Linked DNA regions of Mus musculus: regions 2 and 3 are each linked to region 1. A link is a contact called in public Hi-C and targeted proximity ligation data. All regions are on one chromosome and are shown on one strand. The core of a region is the stretch at or near the end of the contact, and the rest is flanking DNA. Distances in the headings are between cores, read along the strand shown.

What was found. A called contact is a pair of places that touch in the nucleus more often than the background predicts.
Region 2: a Hi-C map of the N1E-115 cell line shows a contact between it and region 1, with 1.9 times the contacts expected there. A contact is called at or near these places in 3 of 484 Hi-C or Micro-C datasets (MC3T3-E1-derived osteoblasts, the N1E-115 cell line and nephron progenitors) and 2 of 130 datasets of targeted methods (embryonic stem cells and microglia).
Region 3: a targeted proximity ligation map of pancreatic cancer cells shows a contact between it and region 1. A contact is called at or near these places in 6 of 484 Hi-C or Micro-C datasets (CD8 T cells, the HL-1 cell line, the N1E-115 cell line and 3 more) and 2 of 130 datasets of targeted methods (the SCID.adh cell line and pancreatic cancer cells).

The regions. Positions count from the first base shown.
Region 1 is chr15:62,255,426-62,260,170 of GRCm38.p6, reverse strand. Pvt1 (Pvt1 oncogene) reads right to left here. Exons shown (of 5, transcript NR_132747.1): 5 at 1-1,750. Among named protein-coding and RNA genes, the nearest start is that of Pvt1, 220 kb to the right of the region's middle.
Region 2 is chr15:62,009,164-62,013,908 of GRCm38.p6, reverse strand. No RefSeq gene overlaps it. Among named protein-coding and RNA genes, the nearest start is that of Myc, 26 kb to the right of the region's middle.
Region 3 is chr15:62,035,190-62,039,934 of GRCm38.p6, reverse strand. It overlaps Pvt1 (Pvt1 oncogene), which reads right to left and starts at 1,949. Exons shown (of 5, transcript NR_132747.1): 1 at 1,734-1,949.

The sequences.
Region 1 (4,745 bases), core at 746-3,245:
CCATATCTCTCTCATGACTATTAAATTTACCAGTGCGGGAGCAAAGAAGCTCGACGACATCATATAAAACCGTGAACACCGCCATGTTCCAATAAAACTTTAATGCAAGCAGGAGGAGTTGTAATTAGTCAGATCCTGGTTTAGAACGGGCACAGGCAACTATCCAAGAAGATTGTGCCAGGAACTCCAAAGACTCTACTATCTCTTCCAAAACAAGTGTTTACCAGTCAATCGCCAGAGCCCAGGCCCTACTCTAGGCTCTGGGATTCAGCACATAGAACACAGGCAGGAATTCTATTCATACCCCTTACCAGGAGAAGCATCATCCGCACTCCTCAGATAGGAAACAAAGATGCTGGTAGGGAACGTGCCAGGGCTCATGAGAACAGAGTTGGGCCTCCAGAGAAAACGATGAGCATGAGATCTTAGAAATCCAGGCTACTTCTCAGAGCATAACCAAGACTCAGTTCCAACGTGGAGACTATGTTTCCACTTCCATCCGAGGTAAGAGGCCCTCCCTCTATTGTAGGTTGTTCCTGAGCTGCTTAGGCCAGTGCTTTTGCCAGGAAGAAAGAAGTAGAGGACACTTCCAACCTGGGAGAAGCCCAGAAGACGCTCTTCTCTAAAGAGAACGTGTCCCTTGTATGAATGATGCAGACATCCAGAGGACAGGGAGGGCTGCAAGTCCACTTAGCTGGAGATTCGGAACTGACAGGCATAGCCTTGCCTGAAGGCCAGGCCTTTATCCATCTTAAGATGGCTTGGACCTGTGAAAGGAATTCTGATAGGAAGAATATAGAGATGGCTGCCTGGCTGCCTCCAGGAGTTTGACACACACTGTGCCACACACAGTAGGCAGCTATGCCCCTGTTTCTGTGTCCAACTCCAGGCTATGGCCAGGCAGGACATGTCATGGCTGGTCAGCATGGTTGTACCTACTCAGTTGAATCATTAAGCAAGAGCTAGAGCTATGGACACCATGCTTATATAATACAGACAGAATGAAGACAGGGAAACTGAGGCCCAGGAGCCACTAGGGATCTCTGCAAATAACAATGCTCCAGGCACCATAGTAAACTTTTTCTGAAGATCGCTAAGGATATTGAATCCTCACAATGGCACAGTGCACTCTTATACGTCACTGCCCTAGTGTTTTTTCCTATTGCTGTGATAAACACCACGACCAACAGTAACAGAGAGGAAAGAAGGGTTTGTTTGGCTTACATGTTTGCATCAGTCATTCGCTGAGGAAATTAAGGGCAGGAGCAGAGACAGGGACCATGGAGGAGACCTACTTACTGGCTTGCTCCCAGGCGCATGCTTAGCTTCCCTTCTGATATAAGCCAGGACCCCATGTCCAGGAGATGGCACCACCCACAGTGGGCTAAGCTGTCCTCCATCAATTAGCAACTATGAAAAGGCCTCAGAGACATGCCTACGGGCTAATCAAATGTAGGCAACTCCTCAACGGAGATTCCTTCTTCCCAGGTACCAGGGAATATCAAAGTGACCAAAAAGCAAATAGCAGAGCCATGTGTACTGTAACCTATATTGTCAATCAGTGTGTTGTAGGTGTGACCGTGGTTAGAAACCTTAAGCATGAGCCATTTCCGGGGTTGTTCTTGCTCTCCTTATGAAGAGGATAGTGAGGATGAACTCAGGCTGTTTAGCACTATCCATCTTTTTCCCCAACACGCTCATGTCCTTTAATATTTGACTCCTGTTGGAAAACCACACTGGAGAGCCGAGCCTGTAGGAAAAAGAAAGTGGAGAAGGTAAAAGAATTGTCTTGGAGCCACTGAAGACCTAAGCTTTTCCCCTTCTAGTCCCCCAGAAGGGGAAAGAAACTGTATTTGCCAGCAGACTTAGGGATGGTTCTGAATAAAGGTTTGCACGCTTTTCCAGAGTGCAAACAATGCTAGCTAGGGACAGCCCTGAGGCTCATGGGCACACAGGCTTAGCAGGCAAGGAGGCGGGGCTGGATGGAGCTGGACAGGACCCAGCACACAGCTTTGTATAATGAGCTCAGTCAGCCCTGTGGGGTCACTCCAGAACACCAGGGCAACCTCCGTACCAGAAAAACAAACTCATGATCCCTGGCCAGGCAGGCACCATCCAAAGAGTAAACAGGAGTGATCACACCCCAGGGACCCCCCCCCCCCAATACTCCTCCCTGTCCTGTTGGGCTAATAATAATCTCAGTAAGTAACATGCACAGTGGATTAATGTGTCAGGCACATGGGCCCAGGGGCTTGTATACACCTTTTTAACCATCAGAAAGCCCTTGGTGTGAGTGGACAGGAAAAACAACTTCCAGCATTCTGCGGCAGCATACAGGAAAGAGGAGCTACAACATATCACAAGAGAGCCGCCAGGTTGTGACTGTTTCCATACACAATGATGTTTTTGAGATGATTGACAACTCATTAGCCTGACCCCAATTGTACGTTTGCATGTATTGAGATGCCTTACCACACCGATAAATATACACAATTACCATAAAATATGGGAATGATTAAAAAAATATCCATTTTACAAGTGAGAAATTAGGATTCACGGGTCCCTTAAGCTATATAATAGTAGAATGTAAGTGAGACTCTAGGCTGCTCCAGTGACTGCCACATGAGGTTGGGTTGCTGGAGCTGGCACAGTGAATGCATATACACAGATAAGCATGTCACTAAGGAGCCTTGTCTCATTGGTAAAATGGGACCACAGGTTCTAGGCTGGCATTGTGGATGGAGATACAGCTGTTCATAACTGACAAGCATCCTGTAGTTGCCTGTAGTTCCTGTGTAACTTGTGTAGGATCTCAGGCTCACAGCCTCTGACATCTCCCACACTGTGGGATGAAACTAACTTTGGATCTGAAGTTTCCTGTGTGCTCCCACAAGGACCCAACCCAGCCCTGGGCAGTGCTTTCAATTTGATGAAACCTTTAAAGTTCAAGCCTAACAGTAGTTCCAAAGGTCTTACAGGAATGTGTGTTCAGTCCCTGGTCACCCCTCCTACTCCAGCATTTTTTGCCCTTCTGTTCTTTCACCTTATTTTGCATAATTGTGTATTAAAATATCCATACTCCCTTGTGCAAACATTGAAGGGCAGGGCAATCCTTTTATCCTTGAACTATAACAAAAATAAGTTAGGGACTGGATGCTATGTCTCCATATCCATGTGATACAATACTGACCTCTGTTCTGGGGGTGGGATGCGTTGTGTGAGTTTGTGTGTGTATGTGCATGTGTCTGGGTAGGCTCTGGTGGTGTGTTAATTGGTGTGTTACTATGACAGAGTACCTGCAGAGTAGCCTGAGGGAGGAGATGTTTATTGTTGGCTCATGATTTTAACGGATTTCGACCTTTAAAAGAGAAAGAGGTACAGTGGCTGGTGGTATTCATGGTGTGAGCAGCAGCTTTTGTCAGATCAGAAAGCAGAGAGGGAAGCAAGGGCCCGGTGACTCGGTTCAAAGCACATCTTTACTAACCAACCTCTTCTAGACAGCTAATACCTCCCTAAGGCTCCAGTGATCTGAATGATCTGTCTGGGAAGGCTGCACTCTTGGATGGGGACCAGCGTTTACACATAAGCCTATTGGTGGCTACATGTCAGATTTGAACCATGATAGAAGCTATATTCATTGCTTTTTGTTGTTGCTGCTGCTGCTGCGATAAGACATCATGACCAAAAGCAACTTACAAAAGGGACTGTCATTTTGGGTTACAGTTCCAGACAGGGATTCCACAATGGCAGGGAGCGGGAGTCAGAAAGATCACATCTTTATCCACACCCAAGAAGCCAAGAAAGGAAACTGTAAGTTATGAACTTTCAAAATCCCCCAGCTTTGTGACATACTTCCTTCTGTCAAGGCTGCATTTCCTAAAGGTTCCACAACATCCCAAAGCAGTGCCAACTGAGAAACACCTGAGCCTAGGGGGGGAGAGGGAGGGGGCAGGGGGTTTGCCCGGGAGCATTATTCAACTTCAAGTCAACATGGTTGATTAGAACGTGAAATTGAGGCCCTTGTGAATAGGATTCGTATTTTTACAAAAGACACTCCTTAGCCCTTCTGCTAAAGACTGAGAGCACAAAAATTACATGGTTGTCTGTATAAGAGAAAAGACATTGAGCATGCCTTATTCAAAGGTATAACTGAGAAATAAATTCCTGTCCTATGAGAGTTCATGGCTCTCTCTGGGACAGCATCTACAGAACTCGGGACAGTGACAGGAGGCCTTGGAATAAGTATCACGTGAATGTGATAAGGAAAGAGACAGAGTCATAACACAACATCTCCTCATTCATGTGAATGAATCTTCCTCTAGCAAATATCGAGCTGTTTTCGCTTGGTCCTGGCTGTCTGTTTAGAGTTCCTGGCATTTTCTTCTTATTTGGTCACATGGAGAACACATTGGCACAAAGTCTGTCTCCTGGCCATGACTTTTCACCCACTTGGATGTTGCCTTTTCTGATCCTGAAGACAAACTATAAGAGATGATGTTCTATGAAACTGATGATATTGCTACTCCCAAACCCAGAAAGGAGAGAGAGAGAGAGAGAGAGAGAGAGAGAGAGAGAGAGAGAGAGAGAGAGAGAGCGACAGCCCTGTGTCCTAGTGTGGGTTTATTTGAGTATCACAGCAATAAAAGAACACTTTCCTTCACCAACAAATCTTCATCAGGTCAGATACCCAGCCTCTCATGGTGGATATTTATGGAAGACTCCGTCCCAAATTGCAGAACATTCTT
Region 2 (4,745 bases), core at 724-3,223, 250 kb after region 1:
TTGTATTTCCAGTGCTGGCTTAGAACTCACAGGCCTCTTTCAGTCTTTCTTTCTTTTTTTTTTTTTTTTCTCCCTGAGAAAGGGTTTCTCTGCGTAGCCCTGGCTGTCCTGGAACTCACTCTATAGACCAGGCTGGCCTCAGAAATCTGCCTGCCTCTGCCTCCTAAGTGCTAGGATTAAAGGCGTGCGTCACCACGCCCGGTGACACAAATTTTAATATTTCTAGTTATGTGCTTATTGTGTGCATGTTGAGAGGAACCTTCATGGGAAATTTCTTACCTCCCACACTGTGGGTCCTGGGGATTGAATTCTGGTTGTCATCAGCCTTGGTGGAGGGATTGGCTGAGTCCATTGGTCGCTTTCAGTTCAACCCAAAGCAAAAGCAGGCTTACCTTTTTTTTGATTTTTTTTTTTTTAACTTAAAAATCCTTTCACAAGTCAGTGGTGGGACACAACTTTAATGCCAGCACTCGATGCAGGCACATCTCTGAGCTCCAGGCCAGCCTGGTCTATATAGCTAATTCCAGGAGAGCCAGGGCTACACAGAGAAACCCTGTCTCAGAAAACAACAAACAAAAGATAAAAAAGGAAAACAAAAAGTATTTGTATGTATTTTAATCATATTTGCCCCTCCTGCAAATGCCCCCAGCACCTCCCCATCTCCCTATTCACCCAACTTCATGTTCTCTTTCTCTCTCAAAACAAGCAAACAAAAAATCAAAACAACAAACCAGTAAGACAGAAAATACTAAAATAAAACAAAGTGAAACAAAAACCCATGGAGTTCATTTTGTGTTGGCCAACAACTCCTGGGCTTGGGGCCTATCCTAGAGCGTGGTTGATAGATCCAGTGACACTCTAGTGGAGAAAACTACATTCCTTTCTCGGTGGGCATCAACTGCAAATAGCTTCTCAGGTAAGGCATGGGACTTAGTGTCTCCTTTTCCTTCAAAGTGGTGCGATCCTGTCTGGTTTACATATGTGAAGGTCCTGGGTGTGCCGTCACAGTCTCGTTCTCAGTTCTGTTGTGTCTGAAAGGCAACCATCAACTACTTCTGGCTCTTATAATCTCTCCACTTCCTTTCCTGATGATCTCTGATCCTAGAGAGGATGGGCTTGAGAAAGACAGCCCATTTAGAAGTGATTGCTTCAAAATCCCTTACTCTCAGTGGATTGCCCAGTTGTGGATCCCTATGCTAATGTCCATCCATTGAAACCATCCTATGGTGAGGATTGTGCAATGCACCCATCCAATGGGTGTAACTAAAGTCATTAGGAGTCATTTTATTGCCTGTTCCTGTAGCCGAATAATAGTAGTAGCTTTCCCTCTCAGACTTCCCTCACCCTACCCAAGACACTTCCCAAGACAAGGTTTTTTCCCCTTGGCTATCCTGGAGCTCATTTTGTATATCAGGCTGTCCTTGAACTCACAGAGGTCCATCCTGTTTCTGTCTCCCAATTGCTGGGTTTAAAGGCATAGGCCACCACACTTGGCTGGACCTTTCTAATTTCATGTTCTTCCCATCTCATGGAGTGGTCCCTAAATCCAATTCCATGTCCTGGTTTCCCTGGGTTCAGTGAAAATGGCAAGAAAGTATTTAGCAACTGCTAAGCAGACAAGTGCTACGTAAGCCCTTGGGTCACAAAGAAGCCATGGTGGTTCTAGCCTGAAGGACTTCCTGGGTAGGTGAGTTTGGTATTCCCTCTGTACTTTTTCCTGGTGACTCTCCAGGAACAGGTGCAAGAGAAGTAAAGTGTGGCAATAATTAAGGTCTGCGATTATTTCCTTTTGTTATGATAAAGTACTGTGACAGAAGCAACTCTTGGAGGAGCAAATATTTATTTTAAGTCACAGTTTCTTGTGGAGGAATGTCAACAACAGGGAACTTGAAGCAGCCTGTTACATACCATATCCACATTTGAGGAGCAGAGAAAAACCAATGCTTGCTGATGTTAGGTTCTGCTTCTCCATTCACACAGCCCAGGAACCAATGAGGAAATGATGTCACCTTAGTGGTTGGGTCTTCCCACCTCTATTAATGTAATCAAGCTGATTCTTCACAGGCCTGCCCAGCGGCCCAGCTCCTGGGTGATCTAGATCTTGGCAAGCTGACAACATTAACTATCCCAGTAAGTGATGCTCTGACATTAGATGCAGCACAAGGAGTTCAAGAAGCAAGAGCCAGACATGGAGTTTTTGAAGTCACAACAACGCTGAAAGCTATGAGTGGCCGAGTCATCAAAGACATTGTTCTCTCCTCTCCTCTGGACAGCATTCAGTGGTAGTCAAAAGACTTTCAATGTATATAGTTATGGCATCCAGAACTGCCTAGAGGTGGTGGCTTTCATGTATCCATTCATTTCTGTATTCGTTCCCATGCAAGATGAGAAAGGCACAGGTATCAACATTTCTCTCTATGGGAGAAATGGTATTGTGGTTTTCTGCCGTGCTGTCTCCTGTATTACTTGCTGTGGTAGACTTCAGGTGTCATTTTGGGAAGATGTTCATGTGCTATGTCCTCAGCCATATAGTAATGTATCTTTTGCACAATTGTGTATTTTAAGTAACCAAGCAATTATTTTTTATGCTTTAGTTTAAGAAAAAAAAAGAATTGAAATATTATTGAATCATTTCCTCCACCTTCCCCTTCTTCCCTCCAACCCTTCCCATGTCCAGTTTCTCTAACTCCTCCCACATTCTGCCCTTGACTTCTTCTGGAATTCATACTGTTTTCCTTTTAAAAAAATGCATGCATATATAGACACAACCTGCTGAGTTCACTGAGTGTTACTTCTGTGTGTGATTTCAGCACTGGTCAGTCTGTAGTAGAGCCTCATTTCTGTGGAAGACTAATTCTCCCTTCTCAGTAGGCATTAGTTTCCTGTAGGTAACCATTTCAGGGTGGGACTCATTGAGATTTCCTCCTTCCACATTAGCATGTCTATTGGTGTTGTCCAGGTTCAGGTAGCAAGGTTGTTGTTGTAGGGTGTAGCTTTCCTGTTATTTCTAAGAGATCCAATCTCAGGAATCTTCCTGGGCTTCCGGCTGTTAGAATCTATTTGTTCTCCCTTCTGTACTGTTCCCTGAGCTGTATACACAGGAATTGCCTTGTAGATGTTTTCAATGGGGCAGTAGAGTCTCTGATCAGTTGCTATCTGATTTTACTAGTTGTAGTTTTCTGTAGTGGTCTCCATGTGCTACAGAGCCTCTTTGCCTCTTTGGCGAGGGATGAGAACTTCATGTGTCTGTGGATATTAGGGAAGGTTTTGGAATGTAGTTAGGAATTAGGCTGGTTTAGTAAGTGGTAGTAGTAGGTTCTCATCTAAGATACATAATCTCATTGGCCTTGGTAATTGGCTGGATTTTCAGTACCAGGCAAGATTTCGCTCCTGTTTAGTGGGCCTTCAATCCAATTAAAGAGCTATTGGTTACTACCAAGATATGACTGCCACTATCACACTTTTAAGATATCTTGCCATGCTGGTCATTATTGTGATTAATATGAATCAGACATTTCTTAGTCAGACCAAGCAAAAGGTAAAAAAACAAAAACAAAACAAAAAAAAAAAAACAAAAAAAACCCCTAACTTTTGTTCTTTTATTCTTTTCTTTTCTCTTTTTCCTTTTTAGATTTGAGATTTGTAGAGTAGTCTGTCTTTAAAGTCTTGATCCTCCTGCCTCAGACTCCCAAGTGCTGGGATCACAAGCATGTGCCAATACTCCTGGTGAAAATTCTCAAGAGACCAAATATAATCATTGTCATTCTATCCCCTGAAACACAGTTCAGCAGAGATGGTCCAGTAGAATCACATAGACAGTAAAGGGCCACACAGCTGACACATGGCAGAATTTACCTCCCAACACAGCTCTCATAGCTTGCTCAGCTGAAGCGTCAGGACAAGTTCAAGCGTGTCAACCAGGAGAAGCAGTCAAGGAAGGTCAAGGACTCTTACCTGGCTCCCTCCTTACTGTCACTGTAGCCCTACTGCCCTACAGGCAGGGAAGAAAGGAGCCTGGCCTCTCCTCTTGATATTTGAAAATGAATAGAAGAGGAGGGTACTATGAAGGGTCCAGTCCAGAAGCAGCGTCAGCCCACCCAGGAGTTAGGTCTCATCAGCTCTCCAAACAGCCTGTGATGGCAGCAGGGGGACTCAATCTGCTCTCACAGTCCCCACCTCCTCACAAGGAGTTCACAGAATCATGGACATGAAAGAGCCTGACATGATAAGGAAATGCCCAGGCAAAGAGATGTTCTTTCCTTTCCAAGAAGATCCTATAAAACAGGCTGGCTTCCACAGAGAAAGTAACTTCCAGGGGGTCTGAGATGACAAGATATGTACTTACTTATAAATGATTTTTCTTTTCATAGTCACTCATGGGCAATTCTCATAAAAGTGTTAGTATGTATGTGCCTGAGCACACACATACGCACACATACTTACATGAACACATATACTCTACATGTACACACATGATGCATGAACACACACAAATACACAAATGCACACAAACGTACACACAGACATATGAACACACATGCACACACAGAGGTACACACACACATGCTTATACCTTCCTATCACATGTAAAATTATACACAGCAAAGGTTTTCCCCAGTAAACCATTCATGAACAAGTACCATTTAAATGTAATTGTGCCGGGTCAGTGAGATGGTTCAGTGGGTAAAGGTGCTTTCTGATAACCTGATGACCTACATTTGATTCCGAAGACCCATGAGACAGAA
Region 3 (4,745 bases), core at 700-3,199, 220 kb after region 1:
GGTCCCGGACATGGAAGACAGAGGCCTCAGCAACCAGGCAGGCTGCCTGCCAGCCTTCCACGGTCAAAGAAGACAAGAATCGGATCCGTGGAGATGGTAAGAACTCAGCAGACAGACTTTCAAGGAGCAAATAATACAAATTACCAGAAACAACAGAAAAGAGACACCTTTCCAGTTCTGTAAACTGCTGTCACAGAAGCAAAACAGGATGAGTCAGAGGAGAATCAATCAAAAAAAAAAAATCAATTTCTTCTACTTTTCAAGGGAAGCTGGTTTATGCAAAATCCTGCACTCAATAGGTAAAGCAGCAAGAAACAGCCACCCTTAACCAGGCAAAACAACAAGGCAGTCCCATACAGTCACTCCCTAACAGAGTGGGGTGGGGGTCCCAGCACAATAGCCCACAATGTCTTAAACCAGCCTTAATGTCTCACCAGATCCATCATGAACCTAGTTGAGTTCAAATAACCGTAAGGCACATCCTCACCTCCGAGATGTAACTAGCACACATCCAAGCACTGAGAGCAGGCCACCACGAGGTTTTTCCCAGTCATGGAGTCCATGTGACGTTTCTGATTTCCTGACAGCTTTGCTCCTTCTAAATCTTTTAAGAAGTCCCACTTGGAGCTCCAAGGATAGAAACACAAACGCTTTCCCACTGGCTAGAGCTTTAAGAAGGACTAGCTATGACCATAGGACTGTGCAAGTGAACAAGCCCAAACTTGTCACTGCCCATATGCAAAACAGGCCTGCAACATCCTACCACATGCACTTCAACAGAGACCTGCATCCTTAGCCCTCCCCAACACACAGACACACAGACAGACAAACAGACAGACAGACAGGCAAGCAGGCAGGCACACACACACACACACACACACACACACACACACACACACACATTTGGCTTTCTCTAGGTCAAATGACAACAACCCCTTAAAAACACAAGAGCAGAAAGGAAACAAAAACCTCACTTCTCCCTATACTCTCTTAAGTGATTTCTCTCCTTAAGCTTCTAGAACGTTCTGGAGAGCTCAAAAGGACAGATTATCACCCACTAGTAAACTAGTAAGAAAATCCATGATGTGTCTACACATAGGCACATGTAGCTTCATGGCTGCGCTTCCTGGAAGTCTGCACAGTTCTCCCACACCACTCATAGGTACAGCAGAAAATACTAGCCAAGAAAGGGCCAATCTAGTTAAAGCAACAAGCTATCCAAAAAGAATTAGCAAGGATGAAGGCGTGGGGGCCTTCCACGAACACAGGAACGCAATACAAAAGCACAGAAAGTTTCCTGACACAGGGAGTTTTAGGAGATCACCTTCTTTCTGCCCCGAGGGGGTGTCTCGGAGGAGGGCTGGCCAAGGATGGAGGGAGCATCACTAGACTAGACTCAGACTTCCAGTTTCGTAAATGAGGCCTCCAAACCACATCAGCGGCCCCAAATCTGCGCTGATTGCAGGGGGCGTCTCTCTCTTTTAGACCTGAGGAAATGGGCTCTTGATCAAGTGCATAAATCCAGAATTACCTCTATGTAGAGGCCATCCTGGGAAATCTCCCTCGCACCCACACTTCTCACCCACACCCAAACTCTCTGGCAATCTCGAGTCTAGTGATGAGGAAAAGTGCAAGGTTAACACGCGCTCGTGGGAATGCAAAAGCCACTTTCCTCTATCCAGACTCTGCATCCCTGGGCTCCAGAGTTTCCAGGGGATAAACTTGGAACTTACAAGAGGGTGGATCCAGCCGTGACTCCGAGGTCACCGGGGCTGCCAACATCCTTTCCACGCGGATATCCACTCGGGGGGCTCTGGGAATGCTAAGTTCGTAGCTTCTCTTCATCCTGGCCTTGCCGAGCCCGCTTGACCAGTGGGTCCATGTGCTCGGCGGCCACACGCGCTCTGCCTGGTAGAGCGCGGGGCTGGCGGGTGGCCCGTGACGTCACGGCGGCTCGCTCCCGGCCGCGGGGGAGGGGGAGAAGCGCGCGCCACCGGGCAGGCCGCGTGTGTCCCCGATCTCCTGGTGTCTGGAGGTTTCTGACCTGAGGGATCCAGCTCGCCCCTCTGCCTGCTGCCCTAGGCAATGAAGGGGCATCAAGCCTGAGAGGAGAACCGCATGGAGGTGGCGTGCCACTGAGGCTGCTTAATGCCCAGATGGCCCTAGTAGAGAGCACACTCTGTCAGTCCTGGGCTGGGAGGTTCTAGCTGCACTCAAACCTAGGTCCTACATAGGTCCCACACAGCCTGGGGCTATGCCCAGGCGAGGTCAACTAGCTTTCCCACCTCCCCTCCCCACCCTCCCCTCCCCCACACTATTCCTTTTTAAGGTAGACATCCCATCCCCCTTCACCTTGAAGCTTAGCAGTCTTCCCACTTTTCGGATAGGGAAGGAGACTCCAGTGAATTAAAAGGACCAAACTGCTCAGAAAATAGGTCAGTAGTTCCTACAGAAGACCCCCCCGAATCTGTTCTATTTCAGAACTCTCATCTGAGAGCAGTCCTGGGTACCATCCATCATCTGTGGTTCTGGAGAGAAGGACGTACTAAGCAAACTCTAGCTGAGAGAGGACCACCTGTCTGCAGCATCCTCCATTCTTGGTCCGTACAGGGTATTACACTAACCTCTCAAATGTGCAAAAGCCTCTGCAAAGAACGAAGGCTGGTGTGAAAGGCACGCGTATACCACGATATTCTTTTCGCTGTATTCAATCCAGCACCGAACAGGTGCACGTCTCTAGTACCATTTAGTCAAGCGCGGCAACGTGCTACAACCAGAAAGGGGAATGAAAGATGAGGTAGACTCAGATCCTAGAGGGAAACCGGAGTCCTGTGGAAAGCGGGTTGCATAACTAGGTGATACCAGGATCGCGGAAAGTAACGCGGGTCCACTCTTCTCTCAGCACACTATACCTCACTTTATTTCAATCTCTCAGAGAGTCTTTATCTCCTCCCTCCCTCTACGTTCCCCCTTCAATGTCTTCACTTTCATTACTTCTTAGCCACATGAAGATGTCTCTGTTGAAGAGAAAATTTACCATACTCGTGTGTGCCAGTGCGATATGCACGGATAATCGCGCTGTGTGTGGTTGGTTTCCACCCTGAGAGTGACCGAACAGATCTTCCGATTATCTCCTTCAGATTATCTCCTTCTTGTGCTAGAGAGTGAAGAGGGTTCTGAATTCTATGTCTGTATGTGCTTTCGATGTGTCAGACATTTCCCAAACCACCTGCTGCGACCTTGGGGAGAAGCAACCACAGGCTCTCAGAGGCCCAGTTTTAAAGACAACTTCAGTAACAAATCCCTGAAGATGCCACCTGCTCCTTCCAGTTAGTCCTGTACACTAGACCTCCCAACGGCTGAAGACCTTCACCCAGGTTCATTCAGCTTTAGTCTCGACCCAGTTTGCCCTTCCCTGGGACTAAATTTTGCTGCGCTAATTTTAGGCTAATATTTTCCCCCGATATAATATAAAAATATCATTTGGGAATTTCACATAATACACTCTAATAGCACTCTTATCCCGATCCTCCCATGTCAGTCCTCCCCACCTTTGTGAACATCCCTACCACCACCACCACCACCACCACCACTGGAAAGTCATAGAGCCACTGGAGTATGGCCACACTCCTAGGGACCAGCCAGCTCCTTAAAGAAAACTGATTCCTTCCCCACCTACCCGACCCCCTCCAGAAGCCATAAGTTGTGGAGAGCTACACTTCAGCATTCTTACCACATTTTTTAAAGCATTCTCTTCGAAGGCTTTCTGTCCAGGTTGTTACTTTGGGGAGTGGGGCTTCCTTTTATGGGATGTTTAAAAATTTTTCCAGTGCCGGGCATGGTGGCCCACACCTTTAATCCCAGCACTTGGGAGACAGAGACAGGTGGATTTCTGAGGTCCAGGCCAGCCTGGTCTACAAAATGAGTTCCAGGACAGCCAGGGCTATACAGAGAAACCCTGTCAAAAAAAAAAAAAAAAGAAAAAAAGAAAAAAGAAAAGAAAGAAAGAAAAAAAAAGAAAAAGAAAGAAAGAAAGAAAATATTCCAGCAAAATTTCACAGAAGAAAGTATTTTTAATAGCACTACTATCTAAAACAAACATTATAATATATGTTTCTAATTTTATCTTTTCCTTTTGTTTTTTTTTTTTTGTTTTTTGTTTTTTGTTTTTTGTTTTTTGTTTTTTGTTTTTCGAGACAGGTTTCTCTGTGTAGCTCTAGCTGTCCTGGAACTCACTTTGTAGACCAGGCTGACCTGGAACTCAGATATCTGCCTGTCTCTGCCTCCCAAGTGCTGGGATTAAAGACCAGCTTTGTTTCTTTGTTCTTTTTTCTTAAAGAAAACTTATTTTTATTATGTTACAAAATGGAGGTTGTAAAGCTTCATGCCTTTAATCCCAGAACTTGGGAAGCAGAGGTAGGTAGATGTCTGGGTTCAAAGCCAGACTAGTTTGTACAGAGAAAGCCAGAAGGAGGAGGAGGGGAGAGGGAGAGGGAGAGGAGGAAGAGATGAAGGAAGAAGAGAAGGAGAAGAGAGGAAGAGGAGGAAGAGTTGGAGGAAGAAGAGGAGGAGAGAGGAGGAAGAGAGGGGAAGAAGAGGAAGAGAGAGGGAAAGGAGGAAGAAATGGAGGAAGAGGAAGAGAAGAGAGAGGAAGAGAAGAGAGAGGAAGAGGAAGAGAAGAGGGGAGAGGAGCCAGAAGAAGAGGAAGAAGAGGAGAGAAGAAGGGGAAGAAGAGATTAGAGTTG